Linked DNA regions of Sus scrofa: region 2 is linked to region 1. A link is a contact called in public Hi-C data. All regions are on one chromosome and are shown on one strand. Each heading gives the region's core, a stretch centred on a gene start, on an enhancer-like site or on the middle of the called end of the contact. The rest is flanking DNA. Distances are from core to core; before and after follow the strand shown.

What was found. Hi-C and Micro-C count contacts between places; a contact is called where the count stands out from the background.
Region 2: a Hi-C map of epiblast stem cells shows a contact between it and region 1, with 2.2 times the contacts expected there. The contact joins the promoter of LOC110261756 here to the enhancer-like site in region 1. A contact is called at or near these places in 8 of 47 Hi-C or Micro-C datasets (embryonic fibroblasts, epiblast stem cells, fetal heart ventricle and 4 more) and 1 of 2 datasets of contacts at active chromatin or transcription factors (skeletal muscle).

The regions. Positions count from the first base shown.
Region 1 is chr7:82,279,896-82,284,950 of Sscrofa11.1, forward strand. No RefSeq gene overlaps it. Among named protein-coding and RNA genes, the nearest start is that of ARRDC4, 610 kb to the left of the region's middle. Within about 2 kb of position 2,531, at least 2 of the 83 cell types and tissues checked have an H3K27ac peak or open chromatin away from gene starts, as enhancers often do. A contact at or near this core is called in epiblast stem cells, where this site is marked.
Region 2 is chr7:83,060,653-83,065,707 of Sscrofa11.1, forward strand. LOC110261756 (microtubule-associated protein tau-like) reads right to left here and starts at 3,145. Exons shown (of 4, transcript XM_021100068.1): 1 at 2,920-3,145; 2 at 1,077-1,596. The coding sequence starts at 3,145.

The DNA.
Region 1 (5,055 bases), core at 1,281-3,780:
TAGGTTTAAAATTAAAAGAAAGGAAGAACAGAAAAAGTGAGAGAAGAGAAGCAAGGAGTGAGAGAAGGAGGGGAGGGAGGGAAGAAGGAAGGAAAAAAAGGAAAGAAAGAAAAAGAAAAGAGATAAGAAAGGGATTTTTCCCTTCAGATGTCCATAGATATGGCTATTTTATTTTTTTAAGGGTCCATCTTTTTTCAAATTTAAGAAAATTGAAAATAACTGAGTTATATGTTTTATGTTTAATTGCTTAATTAGTGAAAATGATTATCCAAAGCACTTAAATTTGTATAATCCTTTTTTCCTCTCTGTTTTTAATCTATTCGTAAATACTTGAGTATGTCTTAATGTGCAATGCAGTCATCCTTCTAGTGTGAATTTCTATTATGACTATTATTATTATTAATAGTTTGCTTTCAAAGAGCAGTACTGATCATTGGTCTTTCTTTAGCTCTGAACATACATTAAAATTAACAAGTCACTGAATGCACTATGGAATTTTTGTTGATACTGAAAATATAACGGCTACTAAAAGAGGTTCTTGTAGTGTCTACAGTGCCCTCAAAATATGAGACGAGCCCATGAATGTAAGCTGTGAAGGTAATTTTAAATTTTCTAGTAGATAAAAGTAGAGGCAGGTAAAATCAATTTTAAGAATATATTTAATCAGATATGTACTTTATAATTTGAAGAAGTAATCTCTTAAAGTGTAATGATAGAGCCACTTTTAACTCCTTTTTTATTCTAAGTCTTCAAAACTTTGTGTATTTAACATTCACAGCACATGTCACTTTGAACTAGCTATATTTCTAGTGCTCAGTAGTTACACTTGGCTGGGAGCTGCTGTATTGGACATGCCCAGGTCTACTATATAAGCTACGAAAGCAAAAGCAGAAACTGACTGATTGTTGCCCTGGTAGAGGTACATTTATAGCTAAGAGGTGGGTCCTAGTAGTATATGAGCTCTTTTATCATACACTCTAGGGTAACCTTGGGAAAGTAATTTACTACTTTTGGTCTCTTTTTTTTTCTCCTTTGCAATATGCCAATAATAATAATAAGGCCTTGCTTATCTAGGCTTGCAAAAACTAAGCAAATGAATGTATATAAACTACTAAACTCAGGACACATGGCAAATGTTTAATAGTAAAATTTATCTAATTCTTATTATTATGCATAAGCAGATACCACATTTCATCAGCTAAGAGTATACAGGTATTATATATATATGTGTATATATATATATATATATATATATATACACACACACACAGGTTATTTATGAGAGTTTATGCTTATTAACTCAGCCCTAAGTAGAAAGTACTGAGCTTGGCATCTGCAAAGTTGTCAACCAATAATTATGAATTAATTACATATTTTTCTTAATCCTATTATAAAATGTTAACCTCACTATCTAGTCTAAGGATTGCAATCAATACGCATGCCCCAAATATGCCTCGTCCTCTCCACTCACTATGTCCTTAAAAAATAATATGAGAAATGAATATGTGTGTGTGTGTGTGTGTGTGTGTGACTGGGTCACTTTGCTAAACAGCAGAAATTGGCACAACATTGTAAATCAACTATAATAATAACATTCTTCGAGTATGTCTTCTCGGTTTCTTGGCTTTATGATTATGCTGCTATAAGTATCTGCATGTGTGTCATCATGGGGATATAGGTTTTCATTTATTTGGGTAGATATCTAGGAGCTTAATTTCTCAATTATAAGGTTAATCTATGTGGAACTTGTTAAGAAACTGCGGAACAGTTTTCAAAAGTAGCCCAGACATTTTACATTTCCATCAGCAACATATAAGGATTCCAGTTTCTCAACATTCTCACCATCCCTTGTTACTATGTTACTTTTTTATTATAATGATTCCAGTGAGTATACAGTCGTATCTTGTGATTTAAATGTGTATTTCCCTAATTATTCATGATGTGGAGTATATTTTCATGAGTTCATTAGCTCTTTGGTGAAACTTTTGGTGAAATCTTAGATCATTTTTAAATTTAGAGTTTATCTCATTATTGAGTTGTAAGAGTTCTTTAATATATTTTGGGTCCATGTTTTTCTTTATTAGATGTATGATTCAAACCATATATATATATATATATATATGTCGTGAGACATGTTTCTACAATATTTTCTTAGCCTCTTTGCTGAAAACTTGTCCTGCTTTACTTTACCCCATCTTCCTGCTTGAAAAACAGTCACAGTGATGGTAAAGGATTTAGGCTTAAGAACAAAGACCTAAGGCATAAGTTATTCATAGGGTCAGCTGAGTGAGGACATAATGCCTTTGTCTAGGCACGCTGGACCTGTGCAGATTGGCACGCCATTTGCACAAGCATGATATGTCCTCTAAAGAATAAGAGAAAGAGGAACCTCATGGCCAAGTGGTTTATGAGCAGTCCTTAGCAGAATATGCATTAGCAAAGAGAACCAAGGTGCAAACCTAGGCAACCTAGGTTGCTGCAAATAGGCATGCCTTTTGCTGAAGCACAGTGAGGATTCTCTGAAATGCTATGCATGGGTAGCTAATTCAAATGCTAATGATTGTTAAATGCCTAAAGGTCAGAGTAAAAGCTTAACCATCTATCAGCTATGTGACTTTTAAAATAATAAAAGAACTTATAAAATAATAATAATAAAAAACCCCTATATCCTCCACCTAAAGCCCCCTCCTCACTTGACATAATCCTAAAGAGTTTCTTGAGGCAGGGCTCTTGGTCCCTGAGACCTTGAGTCCCCCGTTCCCACCTTTACTTAAGATAAATGTCTCTGTGTTTTGTTTTATGTTAGTTTTTTTCCTTAAGTTTCACAGCACCCGTTCGCTCTTCAGCTCCATCCTGCTGAGCTGGGTGTGTGTATGTGTGTGTATATGACGTATGATTTTAAAATGTTTTCTGGAGTTCCCACTGTGGTGCAGTGAGCTAATGATCCAGCTTGTCTCTGGGGAGGAACCTGTTTGATCCCTTTGGAGACTGATGCAGGGGATTAAGGATCCAGCATTGCCATAGGTGTGGCACAGTACCTCGCTCAGAAACTTTCATATGCCATATAAGCAGCAAAATAATAATAATAATAAAAAATAATAATAAGTTAATAAAAAATGTTTTCTTTAGGCTATGTTTTTTCTTCTTCATTCTCTTAGTAGTGTCTTTTAAAGTAGAACTTCTGGGAGTTCCCCTCGTGGCTCAGTGGAAATGAATCTGACTAGCATCCGTGAGGATGCAGGTTCAATCCCTGGCCTCGCTCAGTGAGTTATGGATCTGGCTTTGCCATGAGCTGAGGGATAGCTCACAGACACGGCTCAGATCTGGTGTGGCTGTGGCTTCGGCATAGGCTGGCAGCTATAGCTCCCATATATCCCTAGCCTGGGACTCTCCATATGACCATGTGTGTGGCCCTAAAAAGAAAAAAGTCAAACTTTTGAATTTCTACTAAGTTCAATTTATGCAATTAGTCTTCTATCTATCAAGATTTTAATATCTAACAACTTTGTGTGTAATTGATGAGCAAGAGTATATTTTGAAAAAAGTTTTAAATTTAGAAGTTTTATTGTTTACCTTTTCCCTTTAAGACTGATCCATTTTGAGTAGTTTTTGTGTATGGTTTAAGGTAGAAGTCAAGTATATTCCTTATGTATACTTGGCCTAGAGCCGGTTTATGAAAAAGTTATCCTTTCTTGGTTAAAAGACCTGGACACCTTGGTCAAAAATAAATACAAAGGTTTACTTATGGAATTTCAAACCTGTCCCAATAATCTAAATGCTTATAATTGAATAATGAACATTATATTGATTATTCTGCCTTTATAGTAGTCTTTTTATCAGATAATGTGGTAGACAGAATCATAAAATAGCCTTCAGTTTTTCCTATCCTAATCCTTGGGACTGTTGAATATGATAATATGTAATACCTTGATTATATTCTATTACATGGCAAAGTGACTTTGTATATGTCATTACCTAATCAGTTGACTTTGAATTATTCAAAAGGCTAAGCTTAATCTACTTGCTTAGTGTTTTAAGAGCACAGAGGTTTCTCTAGCAGATAGAAAAAGAAAACATCTGAGAAAGATTTCACATGTGAAAAAGATGCAGCACAGTATTACTTCTAAAGTGTAAATAAAGCTATGAGACAAGAAATGCAGGTGGATTCTAAACATGCAAAACAGCCTGTGACTGACAGTCAACATGGTGACAGGCACTTTGGTTCTACAGCAGGAGGAAGGGGAATTTTTCCAAAAAAATATTATTTCCAAGAATAGGAATAAGCTTTGAAGAGAAGACGCATTTGAGAACAAAGAGGTATAGTTGTGAACAACTGGAATGACTCTGAAATCCATTTGAGATTAAAAACTGCAGGACACCTGGATTTCAGCCTTAAGAGACATTGACCAGAGAATTCAGCCATTTCATACTGGACTTCCAATGTACAGAGCTGAGAGGTCTTAAATGCCTTTTGTTTTAAGCTACTAAGTTTATAATAATTTATTTTATAGCAAAAAAAGAAGACTAGTAAAGGTAGTGTAACTCCTCCAACTGTATCTTTTTCAAAACTCTTTTGGATATTCTAAGCACTTTTCACTGTCACTTATTTCTTTTTTCTTTTCTTTTTCTTTTTACAGCCCCACCTGCAGCATATGGAGGTTCCCAGGCTAGGGGTCGAATCAGAGCTGTAGACACCAGCCTACACCACAGCCACAGCAACTGTCAGATCCTGCCTGCGTCTGCGACCTACACCACAGCTCACGGCAATGCCAGATCCTTAACCCACTGAGCGAGGCAAGGGATCGAACCTACATCCTCATAGATCCTAGTTGGGTTTGTTAACCACTGAGCCATGATGGGAACACCCTCATATAAATTTTAGAATTGACTAGTCAAATTCTACAAAGTGATCTGTAGGATTACCTTGAATTGTTTGTTGACTTTGGATAAAACTGCTCTTAAAAAAAAAAATGTTTTTTGATCTATGGGTATTGAACATATATTTATTTATTTAAATCTTTTAAAATGCCTCTCAGCAATGTATTTTTACATACA
Region 2 (5,055 bases), core at 1,895-4,394, 780 kb after region 1:
GAAGAAGGAAGTTGCTGAGAGATCCTGGCAACTAAAAGGCAATTCCTGAGAGGGTCCAGGGGTCCACTGAGTGCCAGCTGTGAGGATCAGGATCGGAGGCAAAAGCAGAGGAGAGGAGAGCAGAGCAAGTGACATGCTTGAATCTGCATACCTATAGTTTTGAAAAGTCTCTAAATTGGAAAAGTTTCTCTCCTTCTCTCCCTCCCTCCCCTCCTTCTCTTCTCTCCTTTCCTTTCTCTCTCCTCTATCCCCTCCACTTCTCACATTCAGATTTTTTTGAGTTTTTTTCCACCGAATAATGCCTGAGATTAAAAATGATTTTTATTGCTATTACACTTTCTACCGCAAGATGCAGTGCAAGGCGGCAGAGTTTGTATTACAACTATGTCACAATGTTTCACTGATGCAAAACATGTAGCCAGAGGGTGTTGCTAATGACTCCTGGATTAGAGGGAGATTGAGACTGGGAGAAGAAGAGAGAGAGAGAGAGAGAGGACAAGAGAGGGAGACAGAAGGGAGAAGAGAGAGGGATTTCATTAGAGGAAGGGAGGGTCACCATATAATCAGGCCTAATAATCTAATCAGGATATTTTCGGATTTCAAGGTTCTTACCAAGCTTGAGAGTGTGAGCTAGAGAGAAAGCAATATCCTTTTAGACAACACAACACAAAGGCTTTTTTTTTTTCATGTTAATAACTATTACGTTTACAGTCAGTTAAGTGAAGAACTCTCCTTTGCAAAAAATCAAACTTCGGAAAATGCTTAATATCAGATTAAAGGCTTTTCCAGGAGCCGCCCCGCTAGGAGGGAGGTGGGGACCCAGTAATCACTCTGGGGTGTGCGGAGCGCCCCGCGGCCTGCAGAGGCTCAACGCCCCCGCCTGCGGTCATGCACACACTTGCACACCTGCCTGGCACAGCCTGCAGGGCCCCGGGGTGCCCGCCTGGGAAAGCCTGTGGCCCGGGCTCGGCCTCCTCTCGATCTTGGCGGAAAGGTCCCTCCGGGCTCCGAACTCCCCGGCGCCCTCCCCCGGGACCAGCTCTACTTAGGGAAGCGGGAGGTTTCGCGGTTCCTACCGTGGCCCGGGCCGGTCCCACCGCCCTGCAGTCCGCTTCTGCCCCCCGGGGCACAGCGAGTAGGGCTTCCCCTCCGGGCCGCGGCCCTTTGAACCTGGGGGCCCTGGGCTCCCGGCCGGCTGCGCGGAGCTCGCTCGGGGCCCGGCTGCGGAGCCGAGTGTGGGTGGCGGGTGGGGTGGAAGGGGAGTGGGGGAGGCGGAGGGGGTGGAGGGGCAGGGGCGGGAGCCGACGTTAAGCCTGGAAGCTTGGCTGTTTACCCAAACGATTTTCCTTTCAGGCCCGAGACGCCAATGAGACAAGATCAAGCTCCCCTCTTCGCAATGTGTGCGTGCGTGCGTGTGTGTGTGTGTGTGTGTGTGTGTGTGTCCGTCCTCCAAGCGGAGCTTTGTGAATTGTGAATGGGGGCTCCGGGACGCCGGCTGGGAGGGACCAGAGGCCCGACCCGGGCACCAGCGCCTCCTCCCGGGGGCTGGGGAGAAGCCAGGCGGAGGGCGCGGGGTCTGAGCGCGCCGAAGGGCGCCTCAGACGCACAGTCGTCCCGATCCAGGGAAGCGAGCAGCGGTAGGGACACAGGCTGCCGAGAGCTAAGGTCCGCGTCCCCAAAGGCCGATCCGGGAGACGTGGGAGGAGAGGAGGGAGAGAGAATAATATGAATCACATCCTCCTTCCAGTTCCTTAATTTCTTATCCCCCCAAAGCTTAAATCTAGTTCCTAGGCCACTGATTTCTTTCCGACTCCCTCGCTCAAGATCTATTAGCTGCAAATTAGGCCAAGGTTTTGGCGATTACGGTACAATGCAGGCCGCGTGACACGCGCCGCTGGGCCTGAGCCTGGGTCCCTCCTCTCGCCGAAAAAAAATGATTAGAAAGCAAGAGGGGATGGATGGTCTGTATTGACAAGACATTTGTCATTTTTAAAGGGGTCCACATTTAAGAACATGCATCGGCCTTGGGGGTTGTGGGGAGGAGGGAAGGGACGAAGAGGGGGCGAAGTCCCAGCCACAGCGCAGCAGGTGATCGCTGTCCTGGGCGTGGCTCCTGCTGTGGCTCCAGAGGCAGTCTGGAGCTGAAATATCGTTGGCAAAATAATAACGACAACAATATTATTAGTATTATTGATAAGAAGAAGAATTGGAAAGGCAGGGTTATATTTATTTGAGATCGTAAAATAAAATCTGGCCTCAAGACGTCCTAGGTATATTTAGTGGCTTGTCTCTGACGATTCGTTCCCCTTGGCCCGGGCCGATTAAAAGCTTACCCAAGAAATTGTTTCTGGAAGAAAAAGGTGTCATTCTGATGCTCCTGACTCAGCTACTATTGCTCCTCCTGTCTCAGCCTGTCCCTGCTCCCCCCACTCCACCCACACCACACTGAAGGGTTTCTTTCTTTCTTTCTTTCTTTCTTTCTTTCTTTCTTTCTTTCTTTCTTTTCTTTTCTTTTCTTTTAATGAAACAGGAAGTTCTTATTTAACAGAAATTCCTTTCCCCTGATGCTAACCTGAGGCATTAGGGATTTTGCATCAGGCCTCCAGGTCTTCTGCTCCTGGTGGTCCAGGCCTGGACTACACGCTGGGGGAGAAATGGCAAGGGCCTCAGATTATGGCATATTAGGGGTGGAGGGCTGTGGCTCCTAGGCTCAGAGGGGTCAGAGGCAGCTGGTAGGCACCTAGGCAGGAATTGAGGGCTTGGGGACCCAGCACAGGGTTGGTCTGGAACAAATGTGTATGAGGAGATGCTCAGGGAGAAAACCAGATGTGCCTCATAATGACAAGAAGCATGGCTAACATTTATTGAGTGCTTCTATGTACCAGGTATCGTATCCATCCCCCTGGGGGGTCTCCAAACCGGAGGACAAGGCGTCATGGCCAAGGGTAGGCCTCCGAGCGGGCAGGGCTGCAAGGGGCAGCCAGCTAGGTGGGATCACATGGCTGGGGATACAGGTTTTTACCCCACGACGCGTTTTCTGCCTGGAGAGGTGGTGGGGTCGCTGCGGGCAGCCGGGCCTGGAGCAGGCATCCTGCTTCCTCGCCTGTGGTCCTCCGCCCACATCCAACCTGCCCTGTGTGGCCATGCACTGTGTGGGCCCCAGGTCTCTAGCCTGGGAGAAGGAAGACCAACAGGTTCCAATGATGCTGCCATTTCTTCGCGCTGGAAATCCAGAGGCAATTGAACAGGGCTATGAGGGCCGCTGAGGTCAGGCTTGGGCGAGAGGCAAGCTCTCTATGCTCGGAGGCCCGAGGCCCGGCGTCCCGCGGCTCCTCCCGCTCAGGCCCAGGGCGCGGCGGCGGCGGGGCTCCAGACGAGGTGAGCCTCCTTCATGGTGCAGGAGGGCTCCAGGGCCTCCGCAGCCCTCGCGTTCCGGTGCTCGCCAAGGGCAGGAGCGGGGCTCAGGCCCAACCACCCTCTGGCCGCGTTCGGGCTGCTTCCACGCCCCACCCCGCTGGGGTGTTCCAGCCTCCATTCGGAGGCCACTCTCGCGAGCGGGAGTTTTCCTCCAAGCTCAGTCTCTCCCTCCCATCCCCCTAAAGCAGGGTCTGAGACTCGCCGATGACCCCGTGCCTTGCCCCGCGAGGGTGGAAAAAAGCAGGCACTGCGCTCTGTCTGGAGACAAAAGGCCTCCGCGCCCCGCTCCTCCAGGCTCAGCCGCTGCGCGTTTCGCACCCGCCTCCACCTATGTGGAGCAGGCGGGAGCAGGTGGAAGTGTCCTTGTAGGGGTGGCTCCGAGTAGAAAGCCCTGATTGATCCCAGAAATTGAACACCTCCAAGTCCAAGGGCTTAGGCACGGCACGGGTATCTGCTTCAAAAAATTCAGTCCGCCCCCAGCCCTCCCCACTAAGCCCCCATCCAGTCACCCTCTATAAAGGGGTCCCCTCGCTGGATTTTTGCTTCTAGTCTCATTGCGTATCACCTGGCAGACAGGAAACGCTCGCTTCTGATATCGACCTGCACAGGTTACTTTTTTCCCCAAAACAACGACTCTAGCTTTCCTGCTACTAGACCCCAGGGAGAATTCACTGGTTTTAACATTAAAACAAAACAAAACAAAACTTAAAACTCTCTCCGGGTGCGAGATGTGGTGGGCCGTGCGGAGTTTCCTGTCTCTCCACGCTGACTCCCCGCCGCACCTGGAAAGCTAGTCCTGTGAAGAATAAATAGTCTGATCCTGCAGTCTATCATTTCGGTATTACAAATAACCACCGTGGAGCGAGAAATACCCCCGGCCTAAGACTATTGATAGATGATAGTAGCGATATTCACAATCGATCCTTTAATAGGCAGACGTCATAAATCATGTTCAATCCCCTGACAGCACAGTACTTCGCTTAATAATATAATTAAGATTAAAACTCCAGAGGTATTGGAGGCAGCGGGTATTGATAGCTTCAAAGATTGCATTCTGGATATGATGGTGAAAGAGAAAGGGACCTTTGGAAAATATAAACCCCTGTCCTAAAAGATGTGGAGTTTTTAGGGTGCTCCTAGCCCAGGAGCTCTTTTTATCTTTTCTGCTCCCCCCCATCAACACACACCATTTTTGCCCCACTAGTAATTTCCATCTCTGATAGGTGAGCTGAGAGTAGACCAGCTCTTTCTTTAAAATGGTATCAAGGAGAATAAGGAGAAATAAGGCTTGGCTTGGGCAAATGGCCTGCGTCTAGGAATCCTTTAAAAATCCACTCCTTCAGCCTTGAATCTGGAGGGGAAAAAATGTTTCAGAGACCTAGGAAATGAACTTGTTCCGTTCTTTCAATACGATTAATTTCCTCAATAATATTTTCAAAATTACATATAAATCACTGGACATATGCAGGTATGCCAGCCCACTCTGCTTCTGCAGTTTAACTGCCCCTGAGCTTTTCCAGCACTGCTTTCCAGTCAGAATCTTGGACCTCAGGATGAAAACCCAAACTTCACTTGAAGAGTAAAACCAGAAGGGCAGGGTCCTATGCAGGGGTGATGATCTGCTCTGTGTTTCATAAG